2 separate regions of the Rattus norvegicus genome follow, and region 1 is linked to region 2. A link is a contact called in public Hi-C data. All regions are on one chromosome and are shown on one strand. The core of a region is the stretch at or near the end of the contact, and the rest is flanking DNA. Distances in the headings are between cores, read along the strand shown. Region 1 holds the start of Nepro (nucleolus and neural progenitor protein). Region 2 holds the start of Cd200 (Cd200 molecule).

Region 1 (7,609 bases), core at 218-2,717, 560 kb after region 2:
CTGTCAGTTGACTGTCAATCCAGTTACAAATGTTTCCTTTCTATTCTCCCTATATCGCCAAGAAGCTGGTACTATTTTTTATTCCCATTTTTGAGTGGGATAAAACCTGCTTTAAAAGTAACAAAAGTCTTAGCTGACAGTTATAGGACCATAAGCAGTTTCAAAAACAAAAGCGACAAAAAGTTAAATATGAGTTAACCCTGAAAACTACAGCGGATATTGGTGGCTGTGTCTCCTGGTCTGAATGTCCCTTTGTGATTAAACATCCTTCAAGCTGTAGGTAGGCTGCTCTCGTATTAAAAACTAAGGTACTCAGGTATTACTTCACAGTTCGAAAGACCTCCACCTCATTACAATATTTAGGTTTTAATATTTTATTATGTGGGGGGGGGGGCGGGCTGAGAAGGTTGAAGCACAGCACTGAGTCCATGGGAAACATGGAACATACTCTCACGTTCTACCGTAAATCCTGAGAATCAATGAAATCTGGTATTTCATTTCGGCTAGGTCATAATTCGTTCCGCCCATCCAACTGGCTTTTCTAAAGGATCATGGGAAGAACGTTCCAAACGAGCATCTGCCCAAGATTTGGGAGCGGGTAAATCAAATCGCTTGATACCATGAATATGCATAAACACCTCATTTAATCTAAATTAAAACTCAACACACGCCCCACGGAGCTGCCACCAACATCTCTTTGGGAGCCTTTGTTTTCTAAGTAAATTGATGTTTTTAAGATTTATTTATTTTATATATAAGTACACTGTAGCTGTCTTCAGACACACCAAAAGAGGAATTGGATCCCATTACAGATGGTTGTGAGCCACCACGTGGTTGCTGGGAATTGAACTCAGGACCTCTGGAAGAGCAGTCAGCGCTCTTAATCACAGAGCCATCTCTCCAGCTAAACTGCTAAAAACTGTCTCGGTTTTTCCCCCCTTGAAGAACCAAGAGACCTGAGGTAACGCCCCGGTAAGGAGAAAACGAGCTCCATATTTTAAAGACAAGCCCGAAGTCCGAGGCAGGATACTTGAGTGACAGCCCCGATCCTAGGGAACAGTACAGGATCCAGGCAGCGTTTGGGGGTTACGTGCTGCACATGCCAGGTCCCGCCTAGCCGTGCTTTCAGGTTCCACATGTGGAACGCAGCAACCCAGCAACCCCCTACACATCCTCACGCCACACTACTCAGGCAGGACCTTCCGCCTGGCGCGCCCCTTCCCGGCGTGCCCCGCGCTCAGGAAGTCCCACCCCGTCCCACGTGCGCAGGCCCCCGGACTCCGGGAAACACGCGGAACCTCCTCGCCGGCCTCACTCACCCAGGGTGGCGCTGGGATCCTGCACTGTCAGTGTGCTGCAGTTCCCCGCCTGGGGGATCTTCACGCGGTTCCACGGCTCCGCGGCTGGCCGTACGGCCGCGGCCATCTTGAGCGGCGCGGGAGGGCCTGGGAAGGCCGAGCTGGGCGAAAGCGAGTAGAGCGGCCCTGGCGGGAGAGGAAGGGAGGAGGAAGTGAGGGGCGGGGCGAGCCGGAGGTGTGCTGCCCGGGCCTTGGGGCGGAGTCTCGGTGGGTTAGGACCTCTGGGAAAGGAGAAAGTAGTTATTTTTGAGTTCCTTGAAGAGCATTCTGAGGCACTTACTAGTTTGGAGCAACTTCGAAGCTATATATTTTACAGATGAGTTCGAGTGAGGCCCAGCCCTTAGCTCTTACTCGGATATTTTGAAAAGAAAAACTCGGATCATATCAAATGTGGCATTTGTCACGTAGTAACGATTTATTTTGAGTAGTCAAGGAAAACTACATAGTTTAGATATAACCCAACTTTCGATAATTACAAAAAACCCGGAGGTTGTCTTGACAATCTATTATCACCGTCATTTTTTTGGACAAAATATTCCAGGCTCTGCTGGGTCTTATCGCTGATAAATGATTTTCGTTCTAAGCTATTGGTGCCTTCTTGCTTATGTTCCTTTAACAATGTGGAGAGGAGCAGTTGTTGGGTATTAGAGAATGCTAAGTTACTTCATTATGTCTGCCCATTACCATATACTAGCAACGTGATCGCAAAAAGTTAATTTTCTCGGACCTCAGCATGTTTGTGAGACTTATTAGAACTGAGCCTGCTATACGAATTTTTACCCTTACCAGATTTGCATTTAATGCAAGTAATCTTGCCCTACTGAGACGCTTTCTGTCCTATGTGTTCCTTGCAGATAATTTTTCTTTCATCTGGACCATCTCCTTGAAACAATCTCACTTCCTCATTCAGCTCTGGGACCACTATCTTTGATAATTCTAACTAAACAACTATCCTCACTCGATAACTACTTAGATGCCCTTTAATGCACTACCAAATGGCCTGTACATTAGTTTACTATTTGGGCTGAAATAAATTACCACAGACTTAAAAGAATCAACACCAAGTTTCTGGATTTGTGGAAGACATTTTTTTAGTTGGAGATGTATGGTGCATACATGTCGGAGGCTGGGTTAGTGGTTAGGGTCTTCCTCTGCCACTGTCCACCTTTGCTTTTAAGTTAGGTTCTCCCACTGATCCTGGACCTCAGTGTTTGGTGGTCAGTCCCCAGAGTCATCCTTTCCCCATCCCAATTAACAGGGGAATGAGGATCTGAACTCAGTTTCTTATATTTATACAGCAAGTACTTTACCCTCTGAAACATCTCCCCAGCTCCAGTTCGACCAGGGATAGAAAGAGATAAGAGAAGCCAAGAGTGAGAGCTCTGTGTTTTGACAAAGGAAGATCCAAGGTCAATGAAGAATAGAGACAAGGAAATGGTGTTCTCTGTTCTATGAGCAGTGCATATTGGAATTGAAGCTTCTAGGAACTGGGCACTTGGAAGAAGCTTTAAGTTTTTAAGTCATACTTGGAAACTTGTAGACTCTAGAGAAAGACTATCACTGACACAGATGACCATCAAATATGTAAAACCTTACATACCTTAGTAATCCAAGAAATGCATATTAGAATAATTTTGAGGTGCTATTAAATAGAAGAAATATATACTCATTACGTGCTGCCTGATGCCCACGGCAGTGAGAAGAGGGTATTGGATCCTCTGGAACTGAAGTTGCAGATGGTTGTGAGCCACCGTATGTGTGCTGGCCACTGTACCCAGGCCCTCTGCAAGAGCAGCAAGTATTCCCAACTATTGACTTCCAGTCCCCTAAGGTATTTTCAAAGACAGCTTAGAAAACGTATGTGTTGAGACTATACACTAATACATGTGGAATGCTCCGGGAAAATCCTGGAAAAGTAGTAACAGTGATGAGTTTTCATCAGTAATACAGACTCTTTTCTTCAATGACTGTATTTTCCATTTAAAAACCTAGAAATTACTATAGTGTTAAGGAAAAAATGCTTTAGTACTAAAAAAAAAGTCCGAAGACTATGTGTCTGTGTGTGTGACAGAGACAGAGAGAGAGCGACAGAGAAAATGTTATTATGAGGCAGTTTATTCAGAGGCACATACTTTAAGACTCATTAAGGTCTTTCAGATCTAATCCCGTGCCTCAAACATGCTTGTTTCTGACAGGTCACTGTTTAACCACTGTCACTTTGGCCCACTAGAGGGAGGATAACTTCAAAAGAGACCACCCTTCTACTTATTTTTAGTTAACGTTCTTCATTGTACGGCAGTTGGTCCCTGACTCTTTAACAGATCCCAGTAGCACCCACAGTAGTGCTAGGAGTACCTCCTTGGTGGCCTGTGTCCCAGTTCTGCAGGCGTCTTCCTCTGAAAGTCTACCTCCTCATAGCCCAAATTCCTGGTCCCCCAGCTCCAAGAATGGTAACTGAAAGTTACTTAGTGCACTTCTGTAGTTTTGCATTTCGGCTCTCAAATGTCGGCTTAACCTACAATCTTTTAAAATGTGTTCCTTTTTACCAAAGGGCTCTAGCAGGTAAGATATTTGGAACCAGAGGTGGTCCCAGGGATTAGCCTCCTCAATATTGAATTCAGTGATTGATAAGATCATATTACCTTTTAATGTAATACCAATCTTTCTCACTAAAGCAATGGAATATAAGTCTGAGACATGATCTGTCATCATGCTTAATCATATAAAGTTGACTGGGATGAAGAACTTGAAGTCCACTGGGAACCAGAAATAGTAGCAGTGATGCTTCTGAATCAACTGGAATGACAAGACTAGGTGTCTTGCTCTCAGCTCAAAACCAGAGATTCTGTTGTAACTTCAAATGCTTCCCCAGCTTGTTAGAATTCCCAGCAGACCTGGAGTCAAAACATAACTTTGTGGGTTGCAGAAGTGCAACTTAAATAGCATTTGTGTGCTCATAAGCTTCATCTGTAAATATGATTAGTTACAAGAAAGACTTTGCACCTTGGTATGGGGACCAAGTACTAGGACTCAGGAAAAGCTGAGATCTTGGGACTGCCTATCTGCCTGTGTCTGAAGACTGATAGGAAAACGCTACAAGCGCAAGACCCACCCCAGCTGCTTCTTACCTCTAGGACTCTCTCAAGATGCAGGTTAGGGTTTGTTCTGAGGGACTAGGTACAAAGTCTGGCACAAAAGGAAATAGTTTAAACTCCAAAATAATTACAGAATGTTGCTCATTTTTAGTGACAAACTCAAGTAACACTGAGATGTATTAGACCAGAGAAAATATATACAAGGTAGTGAACTGGATAAAATGTGCTGATATGAAAGGATCTGGAAGCCAAATGTTGTCTAACTATGCTCTTTGCTGGTTGAAGTGACCCACCTGGAACCTATATTCAGTCAGGCGAACTGCCAGAATTGGGGTAATTCAGAGAGTAAGATCCAAAGGAGTAGGGAATTGGAATGTGGTCTGAGTTTCAACCCCAATGTTGTAGCCTTCAAGAGAGTTCAGACACAACTCCCCATGCTGAGGCACTGAGAAATGTGTCAATGAGAGGGTAACAGTGTCTTCTGTGATGGCTGTCTTCAGTAGGTCAAGTGGTAGTAAATGTTATTGCTACAGAACTTAGCTCCCGGGTTTCAGTGAGAATAGTAGGGTCCCATAGAGACAAAGGGTAATAGGCAATGGTTGACTTTATGAAACAAAATTGCTGCATTGTTTTGACCACTAGTAACTGATTGATTAAGGTGTCTGGAAGAACTAATAGATAACAGCCTATTAAAGCATTATTTTCTCTATGTTATAGGGACCAGGAAATTGGGATTTTAGCACCAAGGTAGAGAAATTTAAGTTGAACAAGATAGAATCTTTGATGAACAGTGAACAAAGGGCAATTTTGTTCATCACCACCGTGTACAGTAACAAGAAATTGAGGATTATAAACTTTGTTGGTGTCTGGTACTTGCCACCCGCAAATATGGCACCATGGTAGTGGAGAAAACAGTGGAAGCAAGAAGTCCAGCTCTCTGTGACCTTTTTCTCCACACAATCTCTCCAATAGGATTGCCCAGACTTTTCCCTGGGAGCTGGAATTCAGTATCAGCAAAAGCTGATGCTGCAAGTCCTCTTGGGGCTCAGTGATGGACTCTACTGGACAAACAAGTTGTATGGGCAGTTTCCAGGAACGAGGAAATAGAATCTATCTCTTTTTGGAGAGAGAAGTAAAGAAGTATCACTAGGCAGCGTGTGCTCAGGATGATGGGATCACTTCGTTGAAGGCCATTTTTAACAAGTTACTGTAGCCTAATAGGAGACAATTCATTTCAGACGTAAACCTGTGGCCCATGTGCCATATGCACTTCATTATATGTGGCCCAAACATCTAACTATAAACTTGCTTAAAACATTTGTGAGATATTTTGTGAATTTTATTTTTATTGTACTTATGTTTAACTTGATTGTGGGGTTTTCATGTGAATCTTATAGGTAACAACTTTGTCTCAGAGGAAGAAGATGGAAGAGAAATCTGGGGTCCAGGTCTGAGGCAGGAGTTCCCATAGTCCCTGATCACATGGTTTTCCCAGAATCCAAAGGGATATTTAACAAACAGATCTAAGACCAATATAGAAGATGACAGGGAAGAGAAAGTTATTCACTTTCTCTCTCACAGGAGTTCCTCTGTCACAGTTCATGTCATCTGTCACTCCAGTGACCTTCTAATCCACTTTTGTCTCAAACACTGACAGCTCGTAGCAAACATGACTCTGGAGTTGTTAATTTAGACAGTTTCCTTGCTGACAACACCTCCTACTCTTCAGTTCCTCTTCTCAAGGTCTCCCTTATAGACCTGACCACTGTTCCTCCACCCCTGGGTGCAAAGCTGGGTTGCTGTCTCTGCCTTGTCTTGGGTTAATCATGGTCAAACCACAAAGATGTCATTTCAAAACACAAGTTTTTGGTTTTTTGTTTTTATTTTTATGAATATGAACATAAAGATTTTATGTTTATGAACATGCTATCTTCAGACACACCAGAAGAGGGCATCAGATTCCATTACAGACATTAATTGAAAATGCTTGCTGCTATGTACTTTTTGAAAATTTTGTCATTTTCAAAACCCTTAAAAAACACACACACTTTAAAAACTTTTCTTTTAAAATATAATTTACATTCCAAATCACTAAGACAGCTTCTTTCTTAAATAGAGGGACTCTTGCATGTATAATGTTTCATCAAATTCTTGAAGTGAATTTTGGTTTAGAATTTGACCCAAAGTATAATGCCAAGGATGTAGCCTAGTAGTAGGGTGCTTTCAAACATGCCCTGACTGGGACTCCTAGATTGTTTCCTGAGTCAAATGAATTTCACTCTTTGATAGTAATGGAAGACACAAGACTCTTATAATTAACCCAAGATAGATCAGATGATTACTAAAGTAAAGGAAGCAGGGTCTGGAGTGGTGATTCAGCAGTTAAGAGTCTGAACTACTCTTGGAGAACAACATGGCTCCGTTCCCCTCACTCCTGTGGCACTTAGCTCCAGAGAGCCAGATGCCCCAGGGCCCTAAAGACAGACAGACAGACAGACAGACAGACAGACACACACACACACACACACACACACACACACACACACACACACACATGAAATAAAACCTTTAGATGGAAAGGAAGAAGGGAGGGAGGGCAGAGAAGCAGAGTGAAAGGGAAAGAAGCAGAAACAGATAAATGAGAAACAATGCTGAGACATTAGACTTGTAGGATAACCAACTGCTCAAACCCCATTAATTTAATATAGCCATCTTTCATAATATTTAGATTCTCGTTTTAGCGTAAGAAAATAGCTTTAAAAGTGGTTATCCCCATGAGCCTAAAAATCAGTTCTGTTCTGGCTTGCTCAGGACCGTCTTTTCCTCTAGGGGGCAGCATGAAGCTGTGACTGGATTACCATATAAATTGGGTCACTGTGGCCTCAGAAGCCAGAAAGAGGAACTTAACAATTCTCACTTGGAGACCTGAGACAGAATAAAGAAGAGTCCACTCGCCTCTGCCAGAGAAAAGCCAGGCAGGCAAAGGAGGGTCCCACAGGCAAACTAGATTTCAAAGTTTGGCCTGGAAAAAGAAGAGGTCTTGAGACCAAAAGTCTAGTTTTGAATAGGAGTGCCTTAATCTAAATGTGTTTTCAAGGAGCAGAACCACCTGACCTAAAAATCACTAGACTAGATGGGGGTGGGGTGGGGGACATT
Region 2 (7,757 bases), core at 3,199-5,698:
GAGGACTTTGAAGGTGCAGAATTGAATGGGTCATGCAGAGAAATGGATGTTAGCTTTGTCACCATGAAGAGAATCTAGGAGAGGATATTGGTGAAGGTACAGCCTGACTGGAGCAGCAGACCCTAGAATTTTGGAGATACAAGAAACACGAGATGACCACCAAGACTAGCAACAGCAGAGGAGAGGAGCCAACAGGGAGGCTAGAATACAAGCTATGTATGCTGAAGAGAGCAGAGCCAGAGCAAGGCCTCAGGATATCATGAGTAAATTGTAGATGTTGGATGTTGAGTTATTTATATTGTTGAAATTTAGTTGTGCTTAGTTCAGATTCTGGCTGCGCCCTGGGTCTTCCCTCTTGAAGTAAGAAAGTACTTCGTTGATTTTTTTTTTATTTTTTAATTTTTAGGAACATGTAACTGAGAGATTGCATTTAAAAGATACTTTGATTTTCTTAAAGAGGCTGAATATTAACATGCTTGAATTTGTACAACCCATGAGACTCTTAAAGCTATTTGGGTATTTAATGTGAGATCTTGGATGAATAAGAAAAAAAAAAAAAGGTCGTGGTGTAACAATGATAAACTTGTGGGTTAGGCTGACAAGGGGTTAACTGTGCTTGCTAGTTTTATGTCAACTAACCAGAAGAGGGCACACCAGGACAGGGCATCAGATCCCATTAGAGATGGTTGTGAGACACCATGTGGTTTCCTGGGAATGGAACTTAAGTAGTAATTGATGTGGGTGGGCCTAGCCTTTTGTGGCAGGTGGTCCTGAGTTCAATAAGAAATAGACTGAGGAAGACCTCCGGTTTAGACTCTCTCCACAAAATGTCTGGCACCAGAGCTTATCTGTGGCTGCCTCTCTGATGACAGCTAGACAATGTACCTGTCTTTTAGTAAAGCAAAATGTCATTACGAATCTTTTTTTCCTTCCTTCCTTCCTTCCTTCCTTCCTTCCTTCCTTCCATTCTCTTCTTTCTTTCTTCCTTTCTTTCTTATTTTCTTTTTTCTTCCTTTCTTTCACCAGCTGTGTAATGTTCTACCCTAGGACTCTGGGCTATCCAATATCTGGGTATTGGCCATCCAGGCAGTATAGGCACTGGCTGCCTCTTACAGGGTGGGCCTTGGGTTAAACTAAACATTGGTTGGTCACTCCCTCCTGTTTTCTACTAACATCTTGTAGGCAGGACATATTGGAGGTAGAGGATTTAGAGGCTGGTTTGGTGTCTGGGTTTGCCTCTCCATGGTCTGTAGAGTACCCTCTCGCAGCAGCAAAGAGACTAGAATGTGGAGGTGCAGGCTCCAAACCTTAGCTCTACCCTCTCTATCTTCAGTGAGCTGAAAGAAAGTTGTCCTCAGCAATGGATTCCACTGTGAGGTTTTAGAGGGTGACCTTCAGTCCTAGCATTGTTTAGGGATCTCCACTGTATGTCCTCAACTAAAAACTTAACTGGATATAACCCAGTCCACTGCTAGAAGCCTTTCCTGGCTACAAAAGATGGCCAGTTCAAACTTTATATCCTCTAACATTAGGAGTTCTCACTAGGGCCACCCTCATAGAATACAAGAAGTTTCCACTGCACTGGATTTCCGTACTACCTCCCAAATCCTCCCTAATTCTGTCTTTCTTCTGTTTTTCGTTCCATCCCCCGAAATATGATCCCTCCCCTTCCCATCCCCGCCCACCTCCAATCCACACACAGAATCTATTATTTTCTCTTCCCAGGAAAAAATCCATGCTTCCTCCTGTAGCCCCACTTTTATAGACCTCCCCTTCACCTACCCGGGTCTGTGGATGGTAGCTTTCTGTCATTCACTTAACATTTTTTACCAGCAGACACAGGGTGTCTCCACCCATTATAAAACTTGTGCTTTATGCGCCACCTAGTGGTCATAACATGTAAGTGACCGTGTCTCAATGAGCAAGACCTGAGCAGTGTACTTCTTGGACTTGCAGTTGAATGTATAAACTATCATTGCCTCCAGCATGAAGCAGCGGGTCTGACGTGCTATGGGATGTCAGCACACGCTGGAAGACAAAAATTTTTCTTCATTTTTCTACGGTCAGTTGGGTAGAGTTCCTGTCACTGGATGGCTCTATCAGAAAGAGCTTTATTTCTTTTTTTTCTTTTTTTTCTTTTTTCTTTTTTTCGGAGCTGGGGACCGAACCCAGGGCCTTGTGCTCGCTAGGCAAGCGCTCTTCCGCTGAGCTAAATCCCCAACCCCTATTTTAAATTATCTTTAATCTTTTTTTTTTTTTTTTTTACAGTCCAGCCACTATCCCCCTCCAGATCCGGCCTCTGAGAGTTCCTCATCCCATCCCCCCCCCCCCCCCCCCCCCGTCTCTGAGAGGATCTCCCCCTCCCAGTCCCCACACGGACCTGCCAGGCCTCCCCACTCCCTAGGACCTCAAGTCTCTTCACTCACTGAGTCAAGAGCCAGCAGTTCTCTACTGTATATGTGTCAGAGGCCACCAGCTAATGTATGCTTCCTGGTTGGTGAGAGGCTCAGTGTCTTGAGAGATCTGGGGGTGTCCAGGTTAGTTGAGACTGCTGGTCTTCCTATGGGATCCCCCTCTTCCTCAACTTCCAGTCTTTCCCTAACTCAACCACAGAGGTCCCTGACTTCAGACCATTGGTTGGATGTAAGTATCTGTGTCTGTCTTGATCAGCTGCCCATTTTTGGTGGGATTGCGAGCTGGTACAACCACTCTGGATATCAATCTGGAGGTTCCTCAGAAAATTGGAAATAAATCTATCAGGAAATAAATGTACCACTCTTGGGCATATAGTCAAAAGATACCCCACCATGCCACAGGGGCAAATACTCCACTATGTTCATGGCAACCTTATTTGTGATAGCCAGAAGCTGGAAACAACCCAAATGTCCCACAAAAGAAGAAAGGATACAGAAAACGTGGTTCCTCTACACAATGGAATACTACTCAGCTATTAAGAGCAAGGGCATCATGAGTTTTGCAGGCAAATGGATGGAACTAGAAAATATCATCCTGAATGAGGTAACTCAGACCCAAAGGGACGTGCATGGTATGTACTTACTAATAAATGGGTATTAGGCAAAAAGGTACAGAATCCTCAGGATACAATCCATAGAACTCAAGAAGGTTAGCAAGCAGGAGGGCCCAAATGAGGACACTTCATTTGGGATGGAGAAGAAAACAATCATGGGGGCAGAGGAATGGAGGGACCTGGGTGGGTGAGGGGAGGGGAAATGGGTAGATGGTTCTAGCACCTATAAGAAACCTTTCTAGACCCATCTCAATTTTGTGATCAGAAAAGTCTTCCATAAGCCAGGTATTTAAACTCTTGGTCCCCAATTGATGGCATTGTTTGAAGAATGTTTCAGAATCTTTTGGAAGTGTGGCCTTGATGGAAGGAGTAGGTAACTGGGGCCAGGCTTTGAGTATGGAGAGTGCTTTCCTCCCAGTGTTCTCTCTGCTTTGTACTTGTGGTTGAAGATGTGATCTCTCTGGCTGCTGTGCCTTCTGGTCACTTAGGGACGCTCACTCCTCTTGCAGCCGTAAGCCCAATAAATCTTTTTCCATATGCTGCTGCTGCTGCTCTTAGTCATGCTGCTTTAGCCCAGCTAGAAAAATGTAACCAATATAGTTAAGTGTTCCTGTAAAGCTTTCAGCAAGGCGAAGCTTCAGTTCCAGGGCTTCCTGTGATTCATTTAATCTATCCCTTGGTTCTTAATCTGTTTTAAGGAACACTGCAGGGCAGTCCAATAGCCAGAAGGAAAGCGCCTTTGGATTTTCAGGAAGTGTGTTTACAGGTAGCTCTGAGCCCTTAGGACCTCTAAAGCTCTAGATAAGGTCTCATACCTGGTAACTATAGTCACTCACACGTGCGCGCGCGCACACACATACATGCATGCATTCACGCACGTACACACACACACACACACACGCGCGCGCGCGCGCACACACGCACTCACGCACGCACACACACACTGGCCTTTAATATACCAAATTGTAAAATAAAGTTTTTCATTTTTTTCTAGGGTGTCTGTATGAATCCCCTTACCCCCTTACCTTTTTCCAGATCATTGTTCTGCTCTCTGTACAAGACCACAGGATGAACCAGGTTTCCGAATCAATTTATTGTCCACTTCAATTGTGTCGCCCTCTACTGCCTTCTGGCACCCAGTGATGAGAATGCAGACAAAACATTCATACACATAAAATAAGATAAGTAAATCTTAAAAAATATATAGAGTGATTCTTTTACGTTTTTGCTATATTACTCTAACATAACAAGCAGAGGCGAGAACCTGAGTTCTCTGAGGAACGGGGAGGGGGAACTTGGAGGGGGAAGGTCGGAGAAGAGAGGGCGTGGTCCGCGCTCGCCTCATCCACACTAGGAGCTGTAGCGACTGCGTGTGCGTGTGCGGTAGAGGGGGCTGAATGGTCGTGTCCCTGTGACAGGTGTTGCGGAGATACCCTCCACAGTGGAAGAGCTCAGACCCGGAGACGCTGGTGTCTTACTGCGGCCCAGAGCAAGGATGGGCAGTCCGGTGAGTGGAGATGCGAAAGAGGGCGGAATGGGGCGATCTGGAGCCGCGGAGCGGAGCCAGCGAGGGAAGCCAAGAGGCTGTTCGTTGGAGAACCGGGTATCGGGGATTAGGGCTCTGTAAGGAGTCACGGGCTGGGCTGGGGCCGGGAAAAAGCCCAGGAACGCGTGTCCCTGGGGTAGGCGGCTTTGCACATTGCTGCTATTCCATGGCGAAAACATGGCCAGAGCTCCATGGAGCCTCACGTCCCCTGTGTTGGTCTTCTACCTGCAGCAGGGGTGTAGCCTAGTAATCTTGCTTTCTCTCTCTCTCTTGCTGCATCTCTGGTCCTTGCCTAGGAAGCCATCAAGCATCTAGTAGTGCTGGGGCGAGCAAGCTTCCAAAAGGACTGTCAGCTCCAGCTCAGTGGTCTTGTTAAAAACCAAGATATTTAGAGAGGCCGACATCTTGAGTCTTCAGTAGCGTTTATGAGGCAGAATTTTTTTTAAAAGAGGGGTGGTCATAATCCCTATTCTTTATACACAGGGGATTGGTAGAATTGGGTGAGAATCTAAATGCAATTAAACCCCTCAGGTACTGCTTTTCACGGGGCTGGCAAAGACCACAGACCCATTATTGCGTTACCTTTCTTAACAAAGAGGAACGCTGCTCTGCCAGCTAGATGCTTTTAATGTTCTACAAGGGATTGCTTTCCAATGTTTTACAAATTATCGGGGAGAGAGGTTCATCTTTTTTTTTCTTCTAAGTTCCTGTGGCTGCAATGAAGATACAAAATCACACCTAGAAAGAATAGGAGAATGAGAGCTGTGCACCCAGCCTGTGTGTAGTTGCCAGCTAAGCCCCAGGAGCTAATGAGCATCCACCTTCTTGATAAAAATTATAGTAGGATTTTTTTTTTTTTTTTTTGGCTTCATGACTGGACTCTCTGGTAAATTCTTGATTGGTTAATCTTTTAGCATCTGTTAAATTCAAGGCACTACATTCAGTGCTTTAACTGAGGAATTGTCACCACACCTGGGATCTCGCTGCAGCATTGACTTGCTGCTTTGCAGACGAGCTCCTAGGATCTTTACCACTCGAAAATGCCATTTTAGATTTTTGAATATTTGCATATGCACAATAAGATCTCTTGGGAGCGGGACTCTGGACTAAGCAGGGAATCCATTCATTTCTCATGTAGGTCTTACATACACAGATAATGCCATGATTATACGGTTCCCTCTTGGCGACTGTAACCGTCGCATGATGGCAGGTGTGGAATTTTTTTACAAGACGACTGCCAGTACTTGGAAGTTTTAGATATTAAAGCATTATGATTTTCCAATTTCCCACCTATGTTTCATTTAACCCTGAGACTAGTACTGACGTCTTCCCCCAGGCTCCAGAGAGGTTAATAATGTGTCTTACCTAGTACATTTAGGATTCACTTTAGACTGGCGTGTGCCCTGGTTACCACCCGGCAATCCCACATCATCTTTCTGAGAAACAGGAAGCCTACCACTGTCCGGCATGGACCAGAGAAGAATATAAATAAACGTGAAATCTTAATAGTGAAGCCTCTCCTTTGACTCCCTGGTCCCCAATCTCTGTGGTTTTTGTTTTTCACCATCCCCAGGACCCACTTCTCAGTCTTACGCATGCATCTGCTTTTCCTCTTGTCCTACAACACTGTTATTTTTCACAACAAAAGCCAGGTATTCCTGCATTTTCTTATTACAGCTTTCTTATTTTCTTATTACTGCTAGGGTCTAGGCTTCATTGTGAAAGAAAGGCATAATGGTTAAAAATAATGGTGTGGAATTAGCATGCCACAATCTGCTAAATGGAGATAAGTAAAATAGATTGATCCTTTGCTGCAGAACCAGAGGATACATTTAGCTAGATCGTTCCAGCTACCTTACATGATAGAAAGAATGGAGAACAGGCTGAACAATATGGAGAAAAAATTCCCGAAGTCCCCAGGGTACTTCAGAGCTAAAGCCCTTTTATAAGGTGGTGTGGATGTACAGGAAAAGGAGAGGGAGAGCAAAGGTTGCATGCATCATTTTAGGGAGCTTGTCACTTAACTTCCTAAAGGGTAGTGACTTTGTTGTGACCCTTAGATCAATGAAGTCAAGAGAAGTCTCAAGGTAGGCATGGCGTACTTGAGTCCTCACCCCCAGCCAAACATCCATCATCTGTGTAAACAACAATTTGTACCAAGGATCGCTCAGATGATAGAATTTTTAATTTTTCTGTAGCCTTAAGTTTGTAAGGAAAACCCAACTATGCCATGTGGGTGGATACCAGAGCACCCAACTTTGTGGTTCTCCAGAAAGTCTGAAAAACTGGGGTGTGAAAACAGAAAAGCACTCAGGTCTGGGGTGGCATTGGAGATGTCCACAGGACAAAACATCACCTCTATCAGGGTGATGAAAGATCACAAAGAATACCAGGACAAGGACTATAATGGGGGTTCTATGTTTGTGACCCAGAATTTCAGTGAGTGTGGGCAAAGCCAGGTCTTCTCTCTGACTGCCTACACCTACAGGGTACAGTTGGCCTCAACAGAGGCACCCACACTTTGTTCCACTGTTCATTTTGTATGACTTCAAATTGCAGACCATGGCTAGGACGACTCTCCTTCTTGTGCTACCTAAACCCAACAGAAGATGAGTATGGACTTTTCCAGTTAAGTTTTTGCCCTATTTATAAAGTCACTGTTTAGGAAAACTCAAGTTTACATAATGAGATTAATGAACTGGTGTGTCACTTCTCCCGGTAACATTCCCTCCACTAAGTTTTAAGTCGTGGCATACACAAACCAAAGCAAAAATTCCATACAGTGGGAAAGAAAAGGATATTAAAATTGAAGTGCTCTCACTGGGTAGAGGAATTCTTGTACCACATCAAAATTACTTCCAGATCTTCAAACACTGTTTTCCAGCGCTGGGTGTGGTAGAACACACCAGCAATTCCAACTCGGGAAACAGAAACAGGAGGACTAGGAGTTCAAGGCTATCCTTGGCTACATATCAAATGCCAAGACCACCCTAGACTACATGCTATTCTACTTCATCCTACCCCAACCAGACTCTTCATTTTTTTAAAGACTCTATTCAATTTCTCTACTATCTAACCCTAAGACCATAGGAAAACAGAAATCAGAAGACAACGAGAATTTAGGGCAATGAGATTGACTCACTTTAGAGATGTTGTGGAAAATAATCTCTAGAGGTCACTGTA

The links. Hi-C and Micro-C count contacts between places; a contact is called where the count stands out from the background.
Region 1: a contact with region 2 is called in a Hi-C map of the A7r5 cell line, with 5 times the contacts expected there. The contact joins the promoter of Nepro here to the promoter of Cd200 in region 2. A contact is called at or near these places in 3 of 12 Hi-C or Micro-C datasets (the A7r5 cell line, Schwann cells and frontal cortex).

The regions. Positions count from the first base shown.
Region 1 is chr11:69,474,962-69,482,570 of GRCr8, forward strand. It overlaps Nepro (nucleolus and neural progenitor protein), which reads right to left and starts at 1,468. Exons shown (of 9, transcript NM_001009678.1): 1 at 1,320-1,468. The coding sequence starts at 1,425.
Region 2 is chr11:68,911,867-68,919,623 of GRCr8, forward strand. Cd200 (Cd200 molecule) reads left to right here and starts at 4,449. Exons shown (of 6, transcript NM_031518.3): 1 at 4,449-4,535. The coding sequence starts at 4,524. It overlaps Cd200l1 (CD200 molecule like 1), which reads left to right. Exons shown (of 6, transcript XM_039088891.2): 6 at 1-7,757.